3 separate regions of the Mus musculus genome follow, and all the other regions are linked to region 2. Evidence: chromatin contacts called from public Hi-C and promoter capture Hi-C data. All regions are on one chromosome and are shown on one strand. Each heading gives the region's core, a stretch centred on a gene start, on an enhancer-like site or on the middle of the called end of the contact. The rest is flanking DNA. Distances are from core to core; before and after follow the strand shown. Region 1 holds the start of H3c15 (H3 clustered histone 15). Region 2 holds the start of Rbm8a (RNA binding motif protein 8a). Region 3 holds the start of Gpr89 (G protein-coupled receptor 89).

Region 1 (3,701 bases), core at 778-3,277, 390 kb before region 2:
GGTGCACAACTCTTGAGTAGCAGCCCCGGGAGGGAGACTGTGAGGCAGGCAAGTCACTGACATCAAAGGCTTACCTGTGATAGGAAATCAGAGATTAACCTAGAAGACTTCCTCTGTCTAATATCAGCCAGGTCCTGCCCTGCCTAGTATAAACTGCCCCCTCCTTTTCCTTTTCCCATTCTCTCCCATGTCCTTTGAGTCTTTGAGTTTGGCCAATGAGTACTCACAAGTCCTAAGAGAGAATAAGGCGACCTTAAAAGTGAGAACAGCAAAGGGAGGCCATAGCTCTCCTTCCTACGCTAGGGATCCCTGACTGCCTTACATACCATGACATACACAGCCTGTCAGCATCCAGAGCTCTTGTATTTAAATTGGTTGATATCTTGCTTTTAAATCTGCCTTAGTTTCAACTCATGGAGTAAATTTGCATGCTGAGGGGGTCTGCTTAGCCACTAAGAGCTTTGATGGACCAAAATCACTTAGTTCTAAGAACTTTTGGGCCCAACCTTTGAGGCAAAGCTCAGTAAGATGCTGGGGACAAATGGGCTGTCTCCACACAGCTTTAACTATTGCTAGTTTGCTCTCTGGAAGTTTCCGGCAGAAACCGAAAGGAAGGTCCATGACAGTGATCTCCATAAGGTATTTACTGTGCTCTTGAGTCTCAGGTCCGACACCCACCCCTGCAAAGACTGTCCTCACGCTAAGGAATTGTAAAGGGATTCCCCTTTGATATCCAGTGTATTTCGGTCCAGAAAGGTGCCTGCCAAAGTGGGAAGGGGGGAATGGAGTTGTCATTTTGAAGTAAATTAATAGGAGTAAGAGGAAAAACTACCCAATTGCCATTGAACCATATCATAGCAATAAATGCTGAATCCCAAGTAGCTAGCAGGTCTTCTAATCAAGTGTTAGAGAACAAAGCTTTATCACTGGATATTACTCATAGTCCACTTACCACCGACGTTGAGCCCCGTAAGCCTCAGACATTGCATTAAATGAGCAACAATAATCTTCAGTCGTCCAGAAGTCTGGTGATGTAATTATGAGCTGTAAGCTAGATCTCAGCCTTCAGCTACTTACAAAGCCTTCTCTGCTCCAGCTGGGTAGGAACATTACATAGTATCCACCAAGCCCCAACCCTCCGTAAGATTATCCCCTCCCCTTAGACTGAGGTGGTGAACCTACTTCGGGTTAACAAGCTAGGAGTCTGAATAAGACCGCAATTAACGTTAAACAACTTACACTAAGGGCATTCAAACCTTCCTTGAAAGCAACCATTATGTAGACATAACAGGTATAAGTCAGATACCAACCTAGAGCTATGGAGCGGGATAATGTGCGGACAAAGCTCTAAGCGAAGTAAACAGCTCTTTCCGGGAAGCTGTGGTGGCTCTGAAAAGAGCCTTTGTGGGGAATGGATGGGAGACAGGGCGCTTAAGCGCGCTCCCCACGGATGCGGCGGGCCAACTGGATGTCCTTGGGCATGATGGTGACGCGTTTGGCGTGGATGGCGCACAGGTTGGTGTCCTCGAACAGCCCCACCAGGTAGGCCTCGCTCGCCTCCTGCAGCGCCATGACGGCCGAGCTCTGGAAGCGCAGGTCCGTCTTGAAGTCCTGCGCGATCTCGCGCACCAGGCGCTGGAACGGCAGCTTGCGGATCAGCAGCTCGGTCGACTTCTGGTAGCGCCGGATCTCCCGCAGCGCCACGGTGCCGGGCCGGTAGCGGTGCGGCTTCTTCACGCCGCCCGTGGCCGGGGCGCTCTTGCGGGCGGCCTTGGTGGCCAGCTGCTTGCGCGGGGCCTTGCCGCCGGTGGACTTGCGGGCAGTCTGCTTCGTACGGGCCATGGCGAAGACGGAAGACACCCAAACGAGGAGCACTCGGGGACCTGATACCGGCCCGAGCCGGCCGCCTTTATAGGCGCAGTCTTCCCCGCGGCGGGGCGGAGACAGCGACTTGAAACTCCCGCGCTGCCGCGCCATTGGCCGTGGCGTCACCGGCCCCGACCTCGCCCATTGGCTCGGGCCCGCCACGCCACCTGACCCGCCCCCACCCGCCCCCCACGTCCAGCCCCGCGCCCGGTCCACTTGCCAACGTTCTGCGAGGGTGGAGCCACGTCTGGCAGCTGCCCGTAGAGGGCGGGTCCCGGCTCTGCCCAAGAGGAGCTCGCGCGCCCCCGCCCGCCGCCCAAAGTCCCAGGGCAGAACTAATCTAGTGTTTGTGCAGCACCGCCCAGCCACAGCCACAGTCCCAGCCCCAGTCCCCCATGATCCCTAGAGCCGGCCGCGTCCAGTCCTCGCGGGACACCTCCTCCTCCTAGACATTCCCCAAGGACCGGACGAGAGCGCGGCTGACTGCGACTTATGTCTAGATTGGCCTAGACGTCCTAGTTGAGTCTTAGTCCTGGGAAGGGTCAGGCGGGTGGACGCTGAGTGAGGGACAGTGTTGTGTAGGACAAGGGTGTGGGCAGATAGGGGCTAAATGCTTGGGACGGTCAGCGAGAACCGCGTATCCGCTCCGCCGAGGCAGGGCATGAACCAAAGAGCGACAACAGACTAACTACCAGGGGGAACCACGGGCAGGATGGGCAAGGAAGCAGAGGACACGACACTCTTACTTTTGGGGCAGGGCCAGGAAAGGCCACCAAGACCGGCTACCGTGACACAACTCTTTATCTGATTCAGTGGGTGGCTCTGAAAAGAGCCTTTTTAGGAGCTCGCGGGGGTTATATCACAGAGACGCGGGCCGACGCGAGCAGTGGCCTCACTTGCCCTTCGCCTTATGGTGGCTCTCCGTCTTCTTGGGCAGCAGCACGGCCTGGATGTTGGGCAGGACGCCGCCCTGCGCGATCGTCACTTTGCCCAGCAGCTTGTTGAGCTCCTCGTCGTTGCGGATGGCCAGCTGCAGGTGGCGCGGGATGATGCGCGTCTTCTTGTTGTCGCGGGCCGCGTTGCCCGCCAGCTCCAGGATCTCGGCCGTTAGGTACTCCAGCACCGCCGCCATGTATACCGGCGCGCCGGCACCCACACGCTCCGCGTAGTTGCCCTTGCGCAGCAGCCGGTGCACACGCCCCACCGGGAACTGTAGCCCGGCCCGGGAAGACCGCGACTTGGCCTTGGCGCGGGCCTTGCCTCCTTGCTTGCCACGACCGGACATCACGAAAGCGCAAACAGACGAACGGCCACAACCAGGAAACGGTACTCCGGCGCCGACGCCTCACCCTTTTATAGACGCAGACCCGATTGTCCGCCCGACGCTCTCATTGGCTCACACGCGTCCTGACGCCGTGGCCAATAGGAGCGCGCGGACAGAAGCCTCTCATTTACATAAGACCGGCTCCCTCGCCCCGGCGCCGCCCTGGAACGCGCGAATCACGACGCGCGTGCTCGGTGGCTTCATTTGCGTGCGGCCGTCGTTGCGACACTCCGCGGGTCGCCGGGCGGCTGGGCTTGCTCGCTGTTTCTCCTGCTCTGGAAGCTGGCAAAGTGTGCCCTGCATCCAAGAGGGCCTGAGTTAATCACTTACTTAAGTGTAGGTTTTCCTTCGAGGAATACTGGAAATTTAGTTTTTTATACCTAAGGAGTAGCGGATAATTCTCATAGCCTCTTTATTTTTCTACTTGAAACAGTGTAAAACCTACTTGTTTCATTTTAAGCGTTTATCGCTGGGAGCCTTACTTTAAAATCGTTAAATTTAAAGGTTATTT
Region 2 (3,710 bases), core at 123-2,622:
CTAATGTGTCTGAAGACAGCTACAGTGTACTCAAATAAATAAAAAATAAACAAACAAAAAAAACCACCTGAGCGGGGAAGTGGTGGCACATGCCTTTAATCCCAGCACTTGGGAGGCAGAGACAGGCGGATTTCTGAGATCGAGGACAGCCTCGAAATACAGAGTGAGTTCCAGGACACCCAGAGCTACACAGAGAAACCCTGTATTGAAAAGAAAAAAAACAAAAACAAAAACACCTGAGATGGTTCTTCTCAGTTGTCAGGCTTACTCTCTCTGGAATGAACTACAAATCCAGAAATGAGGGGCACACCTGTGATTTTCTGTTTGGTGGAGTGGGTAGATCCACTTCTAGTCCAGACTTTAGGTAGGAAAGAACACCTCTGAGCTACATCTAGAGGCAGGAAGACACAGGCTTTTCTTTAATCTTTTGTTTGTTTGTTTTGTTTTTGTTTTTGGAGACAGGGTTTCTCTGTGTAGCCCTGGCTGTCCTGGAACTCACTCTGTAGACCAGGCTGACCTCGAACTCAGAAAGCTGCCTGCCTCTGCCTCCCAAGTGCTGGGATTAAAGCGGGCAGGCACACCTTTAACCTGGGCCACACCTTTTGCTGAAGCCTATATAAAAACATGGATGAAGGAAACTTTTGCACTTTGCCTTGCTCATAAGTCCGTTTCTTCACCGGCACTGGAGCCTACTTTTTCTGGATTCTAGACCAGCTGAGACATCCAGCCTTGTGGAACTAAGCAAATACTAGATTCTTCGACTTTCTGGACACATCTAGTTATTCTCCAATTAGCTGGACTGCAGCCCGTAAGTCATTTCAATAAACCCATATATGTAGATATGTATCAAAGGATTTCTTGCTAGTTGAAAGTTTTATGAGAAAGTCACTGACTTCACTCACCCTTTAAATTTGCCCCAACGCGGCTGCGCTCCGGACCTTCAATCTACCTGATCAACTTGGCTGTAGAACTTCCGAAACCACTTTATTTTACTTTTTATGTTTTTGAGAAAGGGTCTCATTCTGTAGCCTTGGAGCCCGGCGTGGTAGCACAGGCTTTTAATCCCAGCAGCATGTGGAAGGGGAATATAGTTGGATATCTGTAACTTCGAGCCCAGCTAGGGCTATATAGAGAGACCCTGCCTCAAAAGAAAAGAAAACAAAACACAATCACAAACCATGTAGCCTACGGCCTCATACTCGCAGAGCTCCATCGGGGTCCCAGAGTGCTGGACGTTTCTAGCGCTTCATAGTGGGGCCGCCTACATTGGCGAATTTTCACCGCGCCGAGGGCGGGACTTGGAGGCAACCTTTAATTGGTCAGCCTAACTCGTGACGTTTTTCTTCTGCGACAGCTTCCCGAGGTGCTTAGCTTCTAGAGACTCAGAAAGCGCCGAGAGAAGCAAGATGGCGGACGTGCTGGATCTTCACGAGGCGGGGGGCGAAGATTTCGCCATGGATGAGGATGGGGACGGTGAGGAGAGTGGAGGCGACTGCGGGAAGAGGGGAAGGTGCGAGAGGGGAATGCAGTAGAAATTTTCCTGGGACGTCACCCCACGAACTGGGTCTGAAAAGATAGACTCCTCCCCCTTGGGAAAGGAATTAGGGGCGGAACTGGGAAGGGACTGAAGCTGGAGTCTGTGTCGAAGCTTCCAGATAGTCTAGGAAACGCGACAGGTTTTTTTTGTTTTTTTTTTCAAATGACTCTTATTTTTGTTGCTTCTTATTTTCTCACCTGGAACTCTAGAAAGCATCCACAAACTAAAAGAAAAAGCAAAGAAACGGAAGGGCCGCGGCTTTGGCTCCGGTGAGTGTGGGGAATAGGGTAGAGTGGTCTAAGAGGCAGAAGCCCGCGAATTTGGGAGTGTGAGGGGGACACATTTGGAGGACAGTTTTCGGTGATCTGGTATGAATTCTTTTAGAAGAGGGGTCCCGAGCGCGGATGCGGGAGGATTACGACAGTGTGGAGCAGGACGGCGATGAACCTGGACCACAGCGCTGTAAGTAAATAGGACCTATGGGGAGTCTGTGTGCACTGGCACTCAAATGCAAAGTAAAGAGTTGTTTAACCAGTCTCAGAAAATTGCTTATTGTAGGTTCTTTTCAGAATTTTTCTTTTTTAGTTTGTTTGGTTTTGGGTTTTTTTGTTGTTGTTGTTTTGGATACAGGGTTTCTCTGTTAAGCCCTGGCTGTCCTGAAACTCTTTTTGTAGACCAGGTTGGCCTCAAACTCACAAATCTGCCTGCCTCTGCCTCCTGAATACTGGGCTTTTTAGCTTACATGTTCATACAACACTTTCCCTACCCAACAGCTGTTGAAGGTTGGATTCTCTTTGTCACTGGAGTCCACGAAGAAGCCACTGAAGAAGATATCCATGACAAATTCGCTGAATATGGGGAAATAAAAAATATTCACCTTAATTTGGACAGGCGCACGGGATACTTGAAGGTAGATTTTCTTGCTTCCCTCACTTACAACTCTTAGATACATTGATTATGTTGTTTTTGTGAGTTGATCAAGCACAGGTAGGAAGTGAAATGACATTGGAAATTGATTTTGTTACCCACATGAAAGAGACAGAAACAGAATGAGCATGTTTGTGTATATAATGGGGATATGTGGTGTATAGCTGCGAAATTTTTCTTGTAACTATGCATTTCTGGTTTAAGGAAAAGAGTACTTGGTTGGTGAAGTAAAATTCTGATACTTTTTGTTGTTTGTTTGTTTGTCTTGAGACAGGGTTTCTCTGTATAACAGAGCCCTAGCTGTCCTGGGCTCACTTTGTAGACTAGGCTGGACTCTGCCTCTCTAATGCTGGAATTAAAAGTGTGTGTGTGACGCCTGGCTAAGCTTTGATACTTTTATATGCTCCCCTAGGGGTATACTCTAGTTGAATATGAAACATACAAAGAGGCTCAGGCTGCCATGGAAGGACTAAATGGTCAAGATTTGATGGGGCAGCCAATCAGTGTGGACTGGTGTTTTGTTCGTGGACCACCAAAGGGCAAGAGGAGGTAAGATGAAGGGATGGGGGTTGTACATTTATTTATCTTAGTAAAGGGAACATGAGCAAGATAAATAAGGATTCAGTATTAGATCTCTGATATTCCCCTTCTGTTTTTTCATTTTCTTAGAGGAGGCCGAAGACGAAGCAGGAGTCCAGACCGGAGACGCCGTTGATAAATCCTCTGTCGACTGGGTGGTCTCTCTACAAGTCCATTTGGTTATGCTGCCTTGGATAAACAGGGCTAGGGCGGACCTTGTGTTTATATTTAATTTCTTACCCTATCTACTTGGCATTGCTTTTGAGTTTTAGAAAAAAATAAATGTTCCATTTTGTTTTCTATGTTTATTACTTTACTGTTCTGGAAACTGAACAACTACAGTGGGGCATTGTGAATGATTGTGAAGATCCTTCTGTCTGGCGTGGCATTCTAAGTTTCTAGAAAGGCTCATGGAGACTGTTCAGCATTTCTTTGTCTTAGAAGATAAGGGTAGGGATAATGAGATTTTTCTTGTGGAATTAAGGAATGTATTTTGCATAACTCTTGTGAGCAGATGTTATATTAGTGTCTCTTGCTTCTCTGTCAGAGCCTGTGCAGCTGGCCTTGAACTTCAGGGGCTTTGTGATGCTTAGCCTACTCTATGTTGAATATGGTGCTGAACTGTGAAGTTTATTAGTTCTTACAATGTAAAAGAAACCCAGCTTGA
Region 3 (3,408 bases), core at 586-3,085, 280 kb after region 2:
AACCTTCCAGTTCATATGGAACAGGAAAAATGGTGCATGCATTGCTTTCCTGTTAACCACATTTCCCTAAGGCCTTACTTGGCCTCCACTCTGCCACCAAATGGGTCAGATGCTAGGGAATACAAGAGAGAGTAAGAAAGATACTATCTTGGATTTCATGGGGAAGGAAAATAAAACATACATGAGAAAGAAAGTGGCTGGAATGAAAGGCCCCTTTGGTTATTGATAGGGGACAAGTTACGCCTCCCTGTGGTGACATTTTCATTTAATTAACACCTCAATGATGGCAAAGTAGCCCCAAAACATATAAAGACAGGGAACATTTGACGCAAAGGATTGTTTGGGTTTTAGATTTCAGCACTTTGGTTGGTTAAATTTAATATTTCATGTGGATATATTTGTAAAAGTTAAAGATTATAAATTTAAGGCATAAAAGTTTAGAAAGCCATATTCTTGGGAACTTTTGAATTATGTTCATGTTAATCTCACAGGTGAAAGTGCATGGAAATTTTCTAATTATACTCTTATTTTTGTACTCTTTAACAAGCTGGGAATGGACATTTATATTTACCTGTGGGGGGAAAAACTCTTAAAACTTAAATGTTTTTTTTTTTCTTGAATTGGTAGTAAGGCTGAAAGCCACTCTGTGTCATTATCAAGGACAACAGGGGAGGCGCAGAGAGATTTGAAGCAGAAGGCAGAGTGTCCAGAGTTTTGTGTATTTACAGATTTGAACACTATGCTAGCAACAAAAGCAGTCAAATGTACTTGAAAGGTATTAATTTTGAAAAGGGAAAAATGGTTACTGTATTAGAGTGGTGAAATGGGTTGGCTTTTTCTTGTTTTACATTTTCTTAAGTGTTGTTACCGACGTTTTCAAGAGGTGAGGGCAATGCTCTGCTGAGGGAAGCATTGGGATGCAGCTGCACAAACCCTAAATTCAAGGATGTACCTCACTTACGTCCCTCAGGGGAACTGTTTCTTTCCCTTGCCATTTGGATGCGATGAAGAGAAAAAAAAATCTTTTACTGGAAAGATGCGGGGTGAGAGCGATAATGCAAGCAAAGAAGCGTCTGCAGTTGCTTAGTGAGTGCTTGCATTTGAAAGTGGGTACATGGCTATGCACATAAATACATACATGATATCAGGGCTATCATAAACACTTGGGGTGGGGTGGGAGGAAACCCTGGAGAGACACGACTGATGGGAAAAGCAAGAGGCTCACTAGACGAAGCGAGCAGAACTTGCCAGTGGTTTATACTTCTTCGGTTTTGTTTAACGGTAGATAGAGGTGGCCAAGTGAGAAGAAAACGTGGGTCGACCGCGACCCGCAAAGAGTGAACAGCAACCAGAGAACGAAAGATGAGGTGTCACTGCACAAAGGAAAGCTCAGACTTGGACCTCGCGGAGGCAAACGTGTCAGCACCCGGATCCTGCAAAGCCCATACCCGTCCCGGTCCTCAGCCCTGGTAGGCACGCTGCCGTGGGCCTCCCGCCGGGAGCCAAGCTTCTCCAGGCTCCGTGGTCCGCGGAGCTGCCCGGAAGCCTCGGGGCGCCGTGGGTACTGACCCCCGCATGGCACCGGCTCAGCGCTGGGGCCAGCCAGGCCCTCCCCAGAGTCTGGGGACGCACGCTAGGTGAGTGACAGCACCACACGTCAGCCTTCGCCACCCGGGCAAGGGAGCGGGCTGAGCAAATCCAGGTTCTCCCAAGGCTCACCTGGGAGGTGATCATGATGCTGGAGTCGATCAGGAAGCTCATGGCGAAGCCTCGGGAGGCCCATGCCCAGCTGTCTACCCCTCAGAGAAGCCGCGGCTTAAGACCTGTCCACCTGCTGTGGTAGGCGGCCTGGCCTGGCGCGTGCTTACGTCATCAAGATGCGCCCTAGCCAGCCAATCAGCGGCCGCATTCTCCGTTTGCCTGGAAGGTGAGGGTGGGCAGGGCTGGAAGCCGCTGGGTAGACTCAAAGCAGATGTGTTTCTTCTTAGTAGGCACAAGGAGGTGAGGAGAGGTAACATTTGCTTTAAGTGGCACTGCCATTAAATATAATGAAATTATTTTTATATTTTTCATAGCTAGAAACACTGGGGTGAGAGTTGTGCGAGGTCCTCAGTGACATTCCCAACACGGCAGAAAGTAAAAATAAGTTAACATAGCGAGTGAGGCTTTAAGTCAAGTAGTGTGTTGCAGATGTTACAGATTTTACTTGGTTTAAAAAGCAGTGTGACATCTATAAGCGAAAGGATGGTGGACAGGAACGTAAGAGTCTTCTCAAACATAGCTAAGTAAATTTCTGATATGATAACGTCAAAAGCACACGGCTTATAAGAGTGTGCACTCATTGGACTCTAATGAGACCGCCATTATAGTTGGCGCTTTAGGGTGTGGAGTATTAGGCCAAAGGACGAGAAATTACATGAAGACAGATTTTAATTCAAAATAATAATTACGTAGGAGTCTTAAAGGTGGGCTATGTTAGAAAGTAGTTTCCCCCTTCCCAACACAGTCTGAGTGGCTGTGGCTCAACTACAAAGTGAATTATAATTCCTTCCATTAGATACTCCATTTATGAAGGCTTAATATACTACAATGGGACTTAGACTTTTCCCACTAGAACCCTAGCTAGTCTTATTGTAAAGACTAGTTACAGTCAAGGCTTGTAAGGGTGCAAGTGTATGTTGCAGGGGATGCTGGTATCTAGAAAGTGAGTGCTCAGATTATAATATAAATAAACAAGAACATTCCCCCAGGTTGCCACACATAAAGAAAGACCCCTGTTCCTTTGATCTGAAGCCTGTCTTACCAAGCAGCCTGTCCTAGTTAGGGCTACTATTGCTGTGTTGAAACACCATGACCGAAAACAAGTTGGGGAGAAAAGGGTTTATTTCAGCCTACACTTTCACACTGTAGTTCCCTTTTGAGGGAAGTCATGACAGGAACTCAAACAGGGCAGGGATCCTGAGGCAGGAGCTGATGCAGAGGCAATGGGTGTGTGTGTGTGTGTGTGTGTGTGTGTGTGTGTGTGTGTGTTGCTTACTGGCTTACTTGTGGCTTGCTCAGCCTGCTTCATATGTGTATAACTCAGACATGGCAACACCCACAATAGACTGGGCCTTCTATCACCAATCACTAATTAAGAAAATGCTCTACAATTTTGCTTCCAGTCCAATCTTATGGAGGCATTTTTCTCAATTGAGTTTCCTTCTTCTTAGATAACTTTAGGTTGTGTCAAATTGACATAAAACCAGATAGCACACAGCACAAACTACATATCAAATACCAAATACCTGTACCAGAGTGCCAGGGAGCTGTGGAGGCTGCCTTACCATGAGAGTCTCTTAAATCACAGAACTCTGTGTTCCTGGTCCCATCTCTCAGGGAAGCAGATAGCTGCCTACAATGTGGCAC

The links. Promoter capture Hi-C pulls out the DNA fragments that hold promoters and counts their contacts. Hi-C and Micro-C count contacts between places; a contact is called where the count stands out from the background.
Region 1: a promoter capture Hi-C map of pre-B cells shows a contact between it and region 2. The contact joins the promoter of H3c15 here to the promoter of Rbm8a in region 2. A contact is called at or near these places in 3 of 39 promoter capture datasets (cranial neural crest, hippocampal neurons and pre-B cells) and 3 of 9 other capture datasets (adipose tissue, liver and pancreatic islet).
Region 3: a Hi-C map of natural killer cells shows a contact between it and region 2, with 4 times the contacts expected there. The contact joins the promoter of Gpr89 here to the promoter of Rbm8a in region 2. A contact is called at or near these places in 10 of 484 Hi-C or Micro-C datasets (CD4 T cells, LSK cells, embryonic stem cells and 2 more), 1 of 115 datasets of contacts at active chromatin or transcription factors (effector CD8 T cells) and 2 of 9 other capture datasets (adipose tissue and pancreatic islet).

Annotation. Positions count from the first base shown.
Region 1 is chr3:96,237,100-96,240,800 of GRCm38.p6, forward strand. H3c15 (H3 clustered histone 15) reads right to left here and starts at 2,028. Exons shown (of 1, transcript NM_054045.4): 1 at 1,380-2,028. The coding sequence starts at 1,842. The coding sequence ends at 1,432. H2ac19 (H2A clustered histone 19) reads right to left here and starts at 3,275. Exons shown (of 1, transcript NM_178212.3): 1 at 2,680-3,275. The coding sequence starts at 3,151. The coding sequence ends at 2,759.
Region 2 is chr3:96,628,556-96,632,265 of GRCm38.p6, forward strand. Rbm8a (RNA binding motif protein 8a) reads left to right here and starts at 1,373. Exons shown (of 6, transcript NM_001102407.1): 1 at 1,373-1,473; 2 at 1,747-1,806; 3 at 1,922-1,999; 4 at 2,311-2,447; 5 at 2,877-3,013; 6 at 3,134-3,710. The coding sequence starts at 1,407. The coding sequence ends at 3,179. It also overlaps the pseudogene 6330549D23Rik.
Region 3 is chr3:96,903,463-96,906,870 of GRCm38.p6, forward strand. It overlaps Gpr89 (G protein-coupled receptor 89), which reads right to left and starts at 1,836. Exons shown (of 14, transcript NM_026229.4): 1 at 1,720-1,836. The coding sequence starts at 1,761.